2 separate regions of the Mus musculus genome follow, and region 2 is linked to region 1. A link is a contact called in public HiChIP or PLAC-seq data. All regions are on one chromosome and are shown on one strand. Each heading gives the region's core, a stretch centred on a gene start, on an enhancer-like site or on the middle of the called end of the contact. The rest is flanking DNA. Distances are from core to core; before and after follow the strand shown.

What was found. HiChIP or PLAC-seq counts read pairs in DNA pulled down with a chosen protein or histone mark.
Region 2: a contact with region 1 is called in a FOXA1 HiChIP or PLAC-seq map of pancreatic cancer cells. The contact joins the promoter of Pgam1 here to the enhancer-like site in region 1. A contact is called at or near these places in 2 of 39 promoter capture datasets (liver and pre-B cells) and 3 of 115 datasets of contacts at active chromatin or transcription factors (bone marrow-derived dendritic cells, memory CD8 T cells and pancreatic cancer cells).

What each region holds. Positions count from the first base shown.
Region 1 is chr19:41,329,287-41,333,439 of GRCm38.p6, reverse strand. Pik3ap1 (phosphoinositide-3-kinase adaptor protein 1) reads left to right here. Exons shown (of 17, transcript NM_031376.4): 3 at 1,095-1,231; 4 at 4,096-4,153. Among named protein-coding and RNA genes, the nearest start is that of Gm52406, 49 kb to the right of the region's middle. Within about 2 kb of position 2,804, at least 50 of the 459 cell types and tissues checked have an H3K27ac peak or open chromatin away from gene starts, as enhancers often do. A contact at or near this core is called in bone marrow-derived dendritic cells and pancreatic cancer cells, where this site is marked.
Region 2 is chr19:41,909,510-41,913,702 of GRCm38.p6, reverse strand. It overlaps Pgam1 (phosphoglycerate mutase 1), which reads right to left and starts at 1,832. Exons shown (of 4, transcript NM_023418.2): 1 at 1,517-1,832. The coding sequence starts at 1,655.

The sequences.
Region 1 (4,153 bases), core at 1,555-4,054:
TCTGATAGAATAGGTGTGGATCTTTTTATGTGTGGATTTGCCATCTGTATATACATGATCTTGGGCCTCACTTCACCAGGAGGCCTGTTGATCAGTCGATGCTTATTAAGAGCCCTGCTGGAGAAATCTTACGGGTTCTCGCCGTGGTCTCACCATCTTTGACACCCTCTTCATCTTCATCTTCACACCCCTGCCTGCCTGCTCAGAGCCTGGGTCTTAAGTTTCGTTTCTGGTGCTGTGATTAAACACCCAGACCGAAAGCAGATTAGAGAAGAAGAGATTATCTGGCTTACGATTTCTAGTTACCATCACTGAAGGGGAAGCCAAAGTAGGAGCTCAAGTGGCCTGTCACATTGCATAGCATCGCAACCACAGTCAAAAGCAGAGAGAAACCTAGACTCAGCCTTCCTGCCTCCTCTCCTCTGGATTTCTCCTCTTCTGCAAAAATCAGGACTCTTTGCTTAGGAGATGGTGCCGACACAGTGGGCTGGATCTTCCCACATCAATTAGAAATCACGACAGCCCCTGTCAGATCTGTCCATAGACCAATCTGATCTGGATAATTCCAGTCAAAGCTAACTTCTCAGGTGCTTCTATGTAGTGGCAAGTTGGCAGTTAGAGACTCATCCCTGTCTCTGTCCTGGCTTTTCCAGCTCATGAATGGCCACGGTACTAACCCGGAACCCAGGGGTTCTGACCTTAGGCATGTTGTAAGTGATTGCTTCTTACTGCTGCTGACAGAGAGACATTGGGTAGATGTGACCCTAGTTCCTGTGGCTGTCTGCAGAGTTTCTTACTCTGGTGTAGACAATCCTTTCCCGACTCCATTTTTTTTTTCTTGCCACTCTTCAGTGAGGTGAAGCTTCCAGAAACCCCACAACATTGCTTTTTTTTCTGTCACTCAATGGCCTGCAAAGTGTTTGGCTTTTTCCCCCTATTGGGTCCTCTTTTGTGACTTTAGCGATCCGGTCCCTTCAGCTTGCATCTGTGTAGCCGCTTCCTGCACGGTGACGTGTGGGGCTTTGGGGAGGTGAAGCATGTCTACTAGTTCTTCTTTTTTCTGCTCTTATTCAGTCATGTCCTGTGTCCCATAGATTCTGGCTGTGACTCAGTAACCGACACGGAGCCCGAGGACGAGAGAGAGCTTCCTTTCTCAAAGCAGACAAACCTGCCTCCGGAGATATCGCCTGGGAACCTGATGGTGGTACAGCCGGACCGCATTCGCTGTGGGGTAGGCATCCTGGGGACCTGGTACATCTCCATCAGGGCATCGACTTTCCTAGTAGATGCCTTTGTTTCAGTAAAGGGTGCAAAGGTATCAGGATACATCTTATTAGAACCACCACCTTCCCTCGGGACTCCCATCACCTCGGACACGAGTAGCTTCTTTAAGTCAGAGAATCGAACCTGGGAGTGTATGTGCCATCCATGTAAGGACTCTGTTTCATGAGTGTGTAACATAGGGCAGACAGAATACCAGCAGGCCACAGAGTTAGAGAGAGGCCTGCATATCTTCCAGCTGGCCTAGCCTGGGAAGGAGAAGGTGACACATTGTGGGAGCCTGCTTCTTCATTTACTGGTCACCACCCTGGCCTCAGGGAGGGTGTTAAGGTTTGATAGAGGAAACTTGCTGGCCAATATTGCTTGCTGAAAGATTGCCTAAATACCCAAGCCATGTATGGCTAGCATTTTATGGTTGTCAGTCAGTCACAAGGGAGCTGTTGTGTGAGACTTCGGGATAGTCACCCTATCGTAATATTTCACAGTCCTTCCTTCTCTGATTTAAAACGGGAGGCATTTTGGATAGGTTAGAGCACCAGAATGCTTTCTCCATGGATACAAGCTCTTTGCTAAGCTTGCCACGGTGGCTTCCCAGAACCTCAGGGCATGAGAACATTGGAAATGAGAAGTGGGGGTGGGGGAATCTGACTTTCTCCTTTGCAGTTGAGACCACAAGGTGCTGGGCACAGGCTCCCAGCATCAGAGTTGTCGGTTGTATTTCAGGTTGCATTCAACTCTTAGACATGATTGATCTGGACTTCAGAGTGATTTTAAAATTAGGCATAAAAGTTGGTGTTTCTAAAGAGAAAAGAAGTTGGTGTTTCTTGGTGTCTCATGAGTCAGAATCTGTGATATTAGGCTTAGGCTTTCTGGTTTTGTGTTTGTTTTCCCATGGGACATGCCCGCTGTAGCCTGGTCCCCACCATTCTCTGATCTTCAGTTTTTATTTTTACTTTTGAGGTTTTGAGACCGTCTTTCTACATAGCCCAGGTTGGCCTTGAACTAGTGAACCCCTTTTCTTATCCTCCCCACAGCTGGGGTCACAGGTGTGTACCACCACACCTGGCCACTTCCTGGTTTTTAAATCCAGCCTGTTGTAGCCTCTTTGCAGTCACGGCTGGACTGATGTGGACATTTCTGGCTCCTCTCCCAGTGCCGTGTCTTCCCACAGGTGTGTGGTCAGACTGCCAGGTGCAGTGGGAAGGGTGTTTGGCACCCATGCGTGCTTCATCCCACTCTGTTCAAGTCTTCCTGCTCCCTCTCTGCTGCCCTCTCACTTAGGATCATCCCAGTTGCCTACACTGAGTCTGTGGGCCTAGGGTGTCTGGCCTGTGGTGGGTCCTGACTGCCTGCAGAACTGACAGGCGTTCTTTTGGGCTCCTCATGTTTCTCGGATGAGATGCAGGACCAGGAGTTTGGCAGGAAGGATGACAGCCACAGGTCATGCGAATGGTTATAGTGGCCGCAGCAGCAGCCTGGGCCACAGCCCTCTCATGTCACAAAGTCCACACTTGGAACAGCCTTCGGCATCCCTTTGTGAAGGGTTGCTATGACGACTACATAACAGTCCTGGAATGAATGACTAAGGATGATCTGTGGCTCTGGCCATAGATCTCTCCTTGCCTTTCTGGTTTTGGGGAGGGCCCAGCCCTACCGGTCTTATCTAAAATGATCTTTGCCAAGTTGAGTAAAACAAGAGACAAGTTGAGTGTCTCTTACCTAAAATGCTAAGGGCCTGAAGTGTCTCAGATTTTGAATTTGGTTAGGGAGATGTTAGATTATTTCTGTATGCACAACAGGATATGTTATAAAACAAAGTGTGTTTATATTTTATATGCACGTTATACACAGCCTGACAATAGTTTTATAGAACATGTTACTTCCCTTGCATTTGGTCTTTGACCTAAATGCAAAGTATAGAACTTTCCGCTTGTGGTATCAGGTTAGAGCATTTTGGATTTTGGAGTTTCATATTACACCCCCCCCCTTTTTTAAGTGGTTGGTTACACTTATAACATTTATGCCACTACCACACCGGTATGTCTTGTAGTCATGTGAATGTTGCAGATCACAGGGTTCATAACTGGGCGAGATTGATTGGTGATTACGTTTCTCCTCCAGTAGTGAGTGGCGCTCCTTCCATCACTGTGACTGCTAGTCAGTAGGAGTGCAGCTTCCGGCTGGGCACCAGCTTGATCTCTCTGTGTTGGATGACATGAGTGTATCTGTCTTCAGCAATAGGGTTTTAGTGTCAGGTCGTGGAAGGTAACAGTAGCATTGACAATAGCTTGCAATGGTTTGTTTTTGGTGGGGGGTAGGGGTCTGTGGGACCACTTTGGCCAATGACTCAAAAAGATGTAACCCATTTCTGGTACTTGATAGCATATGGTATCTACATGGGCATTATTTTTCCCATTGTATGATAAGACCACTAAAAGTATATGTATATGTATATATATGTATATGTATATGTGTATATATATGTATATGTATATAAAGAGCAATTTTAAGATGTTATAAAATGAAATAAACATTTGTAGTCCCTAGGTTTAAAAAATTATGAAAATAAAGAATAGACAAAGTTTTTGTCTAATCCTCGTAAAGGTTTATAAATGTTGAGTCTGTTTTCCACAAGTTCCTCCACTGGACTGATAGCCTATGGTTCTCTGCCAGCACTGGTCTATCAAGACCCCTAGACCAGACCATCTTCTCTTAGAGAGTGGGCTGAGGCTCGAGGTGCTGGGATAACCTTTGACCCAGCACCCTAAGGGATACAGGAGGGAGAGAGAGACCAGAACTTGTCTCCCACTCCAGGCAGAAACCACTGTGTATATCATTGTGAGATGCAAGCTGGACGAGAAGGTATCAACAG
Region 2 (4,193 bases), core at 583-3,082, 580 kb before region 1:
TTACTCAATTATCCACAGGAGCCCTCAGTCGGTTTTTGCTTTTAATCTTCCATCCTTTAATCATCTGTGATATCTCTGGGAGATGCTAAACTTACAGTAGCTTTATAAAGACAGTCCAGCTGTGTAGTCCAAGTTGGCCCATGCTCTATAGCCTCCCTTCTTAGCTGCCTGGGTGCTGAGAAAAATTACAGGCATGCAACACCATGTGCGCCTAACGTGTGAGGTTCTAAAACTTAGTGCTATAGTATTTAAGGTTGAAATGGATCTTGTTATTTTCCAGCTCAACGTATAATCATCTTATACCCAGAGAACAGAGGCAGTTAACTTTGTCCTGAGCTAGGCATAAGCAAACTACCACAGGTCTACACAGTGCTTCATGGCACAGAGCTCAAGAAAATGGCTTCCTTAACCAGTACTTTCCTTTTTTCTAGCCTCTCCTACATAGGCCATGCATCTCAAAAAGCAATGTTTCCTTGCCTCAGGAATTCGTATTCAAAATCTTCCCTCATCTGAAAAGGGTGTACAAGAAGCTAGGGAGGGCAACCAAGACACAAGATCACTTCAGGTAGGCATGAGCAACCCTTTTACACAGCTACTGCCGTGTCCAAGTTAGGATGTGCCCTAATCACCAAGAGAAGTGCCTCTTCACTACAGGGAGCGGGGAGGCCTTGCTTTCTTATTAGCATTCCAAAATCACAGAGAACTGTGGGTGGTGCGGGGCACCCAGCATGGATAGGCAAAGGCGAGCTTATCTCCTGGACGCTTTCACCCTTTGCTCTGCCTCTGTCCTTGGCCAAGGGCCCGCCAGTTCCTCACACTTACTTGTTACTCCACCCAGAAATGGGGCAAGGACACTGGATTAGAACTAAGTTTTGTATGACCTTGGACAAATCTTTCCAGTCACTTTTCTAAACTATAACAAGAGGACGGAGAGAGGTAAAAAGGAGGGAAATTAGATCTGCCTGCTTCATAGGGCTGGAGAGAGCATCAACTGAAATCACCCACTCACATTCCTGGATTCGGTTTTGTGGTTTGCTGCTGTGCTACAAAGCTCTCCGAAGCACGCGGTTTCCAGGTTGTCTCAAAGGCCATTAGACATCCCCACCTAACACCCCCCCACTACCCAGGGCGAGCCCGTGACCTGCCGCTTCGCCATGATGGGCAGGCGCCTCAAGTATACTCCGGTACAGCCACTGATGTCACGGGGAATCGTCCGCCAGGCGCCCTAGGCCCTCGTGGTACCCTAAAGGGTCCTGGGCGCCACAGGTGGGGCTGCTCGGACCGGAAGAACAGATTTTAGCCTAGCGGCGGCTGTGCCCTCTTTCTGGCACAGACTCTCAGACTTAACGGGGTGACCTTGACAAGCGGGTTCCCCACCCTGCGTTCACCTCCCCAGATGAAAATTCAACTGCAGAGGCCGACCGAAGTGCCCGCCTCTCGAGAGGGCCCGGGGGCTCAGGCGACCCCTAGGCCGGTGCTGGCCCAGTACGCCACACAGCGCTCGTCCCGCTCGTACCTCGCAACGCCTGCCCGCCGCGCTTCGCCTCCTCGTGGCCCGCCGGGCTCAGGTCGGCGTCGTACCAGCCGCTGAAGCGGTTCTCCAGGTTCCAGGCGCTCTCGCCATGCCGGATCAGCACCAGCTTGTAGGCAGCCATGGCGACGGGCAGAGGATGCAGCAGCAACTGAGGATCGCCGAGATTCTCTTCGCAGCCCGCCCCCCGCCCCGGTCGCGCCTGCGCACTTACAGTCTCCCGCCCCGCTTCCGCGCACTTTCTCCCCGAAATCTTTCCACTCGCTCGACAGACCGCCGCCCGCCCCGTGTGCGCATGCGCCTCAGGCAAGTTCTGCGGCCTGCTAAGGGGGGGGTGTAGTGCACCGCGGCGGCAGTGCGCATGCGTTGTACGTAGCGGTACCCGCGTGCTACCCGGCAGTCACGGAGCGCACGTAAGCAAGGAGCGCGGAGGGTGCTGGTTGCGAGCTTGAGCTCCAGGCGCCGACTGGACACGCCGCGCTTCCTCTTTAGGGATGATCAACTATCCTCTGACCAGTTCTTCAGCCCTGCCAGGCCACAGTCCCATCCCTGCGCAATTCCAATATACACCCTTTTCCTTTTAACTTGTACTTCGGACAAGTCATAAGACGTCTCAGCCTCACTTGTAAAATACTCTATAAACCTAAACGTGGGTTGTTGCTATTTCCCTTCAACAGAACATTGTTCTTTTGGGTTGTTTTGTTGTTTTTTGTTTCTAGTTTGTTGCTTTTTTTTTTTTTTTTTTTTTTTTTTTTTTTTTTTTTGAGACAGTCTCTCTGCGTAACCCTGACTGTCCTGGAACAAGTTCTGTAGACCAGGCCTAGAACTCAGAGATTTCCTGTCTCTGCCACCGAAGTGCTAGATTAAAGGCGTGGTTCATCACGCCAGTTAGAGCACAGCTTTTTTTTTTTTTTTTTTTTTTTAAGATTTATTATTTATTTTTATGTAGCTGTACAAATGGTTGTGAGCTTTCCTGTGGTTGTTGGGAATTGAATTTTTTAGGACCTCTGTTCGTCCTGGTAGGCCCAGCTCGCTCCAGTCGGCCCTGCTTGCTCTGGCCCATAAATTTATTATTTATTATTATAAAAATAATAGTACAATAATAAATATATACATATGCATTTATAACTACATATTATATAATAATAAATAATAAATATGTATTTATACATAAGGCCACTGTAGATGTCTTCAGACATGCCAGAGGAGGGCATCAGATCTCATTATGGGTGGTTGAGAGCCACCATGTGATTCTGGGATTTGAACTCAGGACCTTCAGAAGAGCAGTTAGTTACCTGCTGAGCCATCTCATGTCGCCAGCCCCAAGAGAACAGCTCTATATCCCTTTTCTTCTACTAAATGTTGATTCTGTAGCTGAGAGTGTGTGGAAGCTCCTGTGTAGGTGTACAGGCTCATGTCCTTCTGAGAAGCAAACGTTAGGCCCTTACAACATTACAAAAAGGAATGTCTGTCTCTCCTTACCCCAATTTTAGTATCCACTTGTTAGGACCAATTTCTCCTGCCCAGGCTGTGGACTCTTAGTTTATTTCCATTAAACTTCTTCATGAGCATTAAACATTAGCCAGACAGTGGCCTATTACTAAGATACTAAGATAGTGTCATGAATTCCTGTCCTTTTAGTGGAGAGCAAAATCCACATTTAAACAATTGACAACAGAACTGAGCCACTTTCTGTACTTTCGACAGAGAGCCAAGAAAAGTTTTAACATGAGATGGTCAAGTACCTACTACAGACTAAACAGAGTTAGTGCTTTTGTGCTTTATGCGTATTAACGCCTTCCCCCCCCCCCCCGTCTGTCTGTCTTTCTTTCTTTCTTTCTTTCTTTCTTTCTTTCTTTCTTTCTTCCTTCCTTTCTTTCTTTCTTTTTCTCTTACTTTCTTTCTCTCTCTCTCACTCTCTTTCTTTTCTTTCTTTCTTTCTTTCTTTCTTTCTTTCTCTCTCTCTCTCTCTTTTCTTTCTTTCTTTCTTTCTTTCTTTCTCCCCCCCCCTTCTGTTTTTTTCAGGCAGGGTTTCTTTGTACAGCCCTGGCTGTCCTGAAACTTGCTGTATAGACCAGGTTAGCCTTGAACTCCTCCTCCTGAGTACTGGGATTAAAGGCATCTAGTTTCATAATAACCTTTGAAGCAGGCACTTTTGTTCCACATACACTATAGATGAGAAAGCAGGATAGACAGACAGTCCCACTGAGGTTACAAGAACTGAGTTCAACCGTGACCGGCTGGCTCAAAAGCCACACTCTTATGCCTGTGGCACCCACAGGCTTGCTGCAATCCGTTGACCTTAAAGTTGGGGTAGAATTTGATTCACAACTTTTTTTTTTTTTTTAAATAAGATTTCACTATGTAGCTCTTAGCTGGCCTGGGTAGACCTGGAACTTACTGCATAGACCAGGCCAGCTTCAAACTCATAGAGATCCTCCTGCTGCTGCCTTGGTCCAAGTCCTGGGATTAAAGTGTAGGCCACTCTTCTACTTTACAGCCCTCAAACTGCAGAATCTCATCTCAAACTGCTGAGAGCTTCATCTTTTAAAATGAGCATAATAGACAGAGATGCATTGGTCCCAGCCGCTTGGGCTAGAGGATCAGTTCAAGGGCAGCTTTGGCTGGCTACAAGATTTCCTGTCTCTCCCCCCCCCCCCAA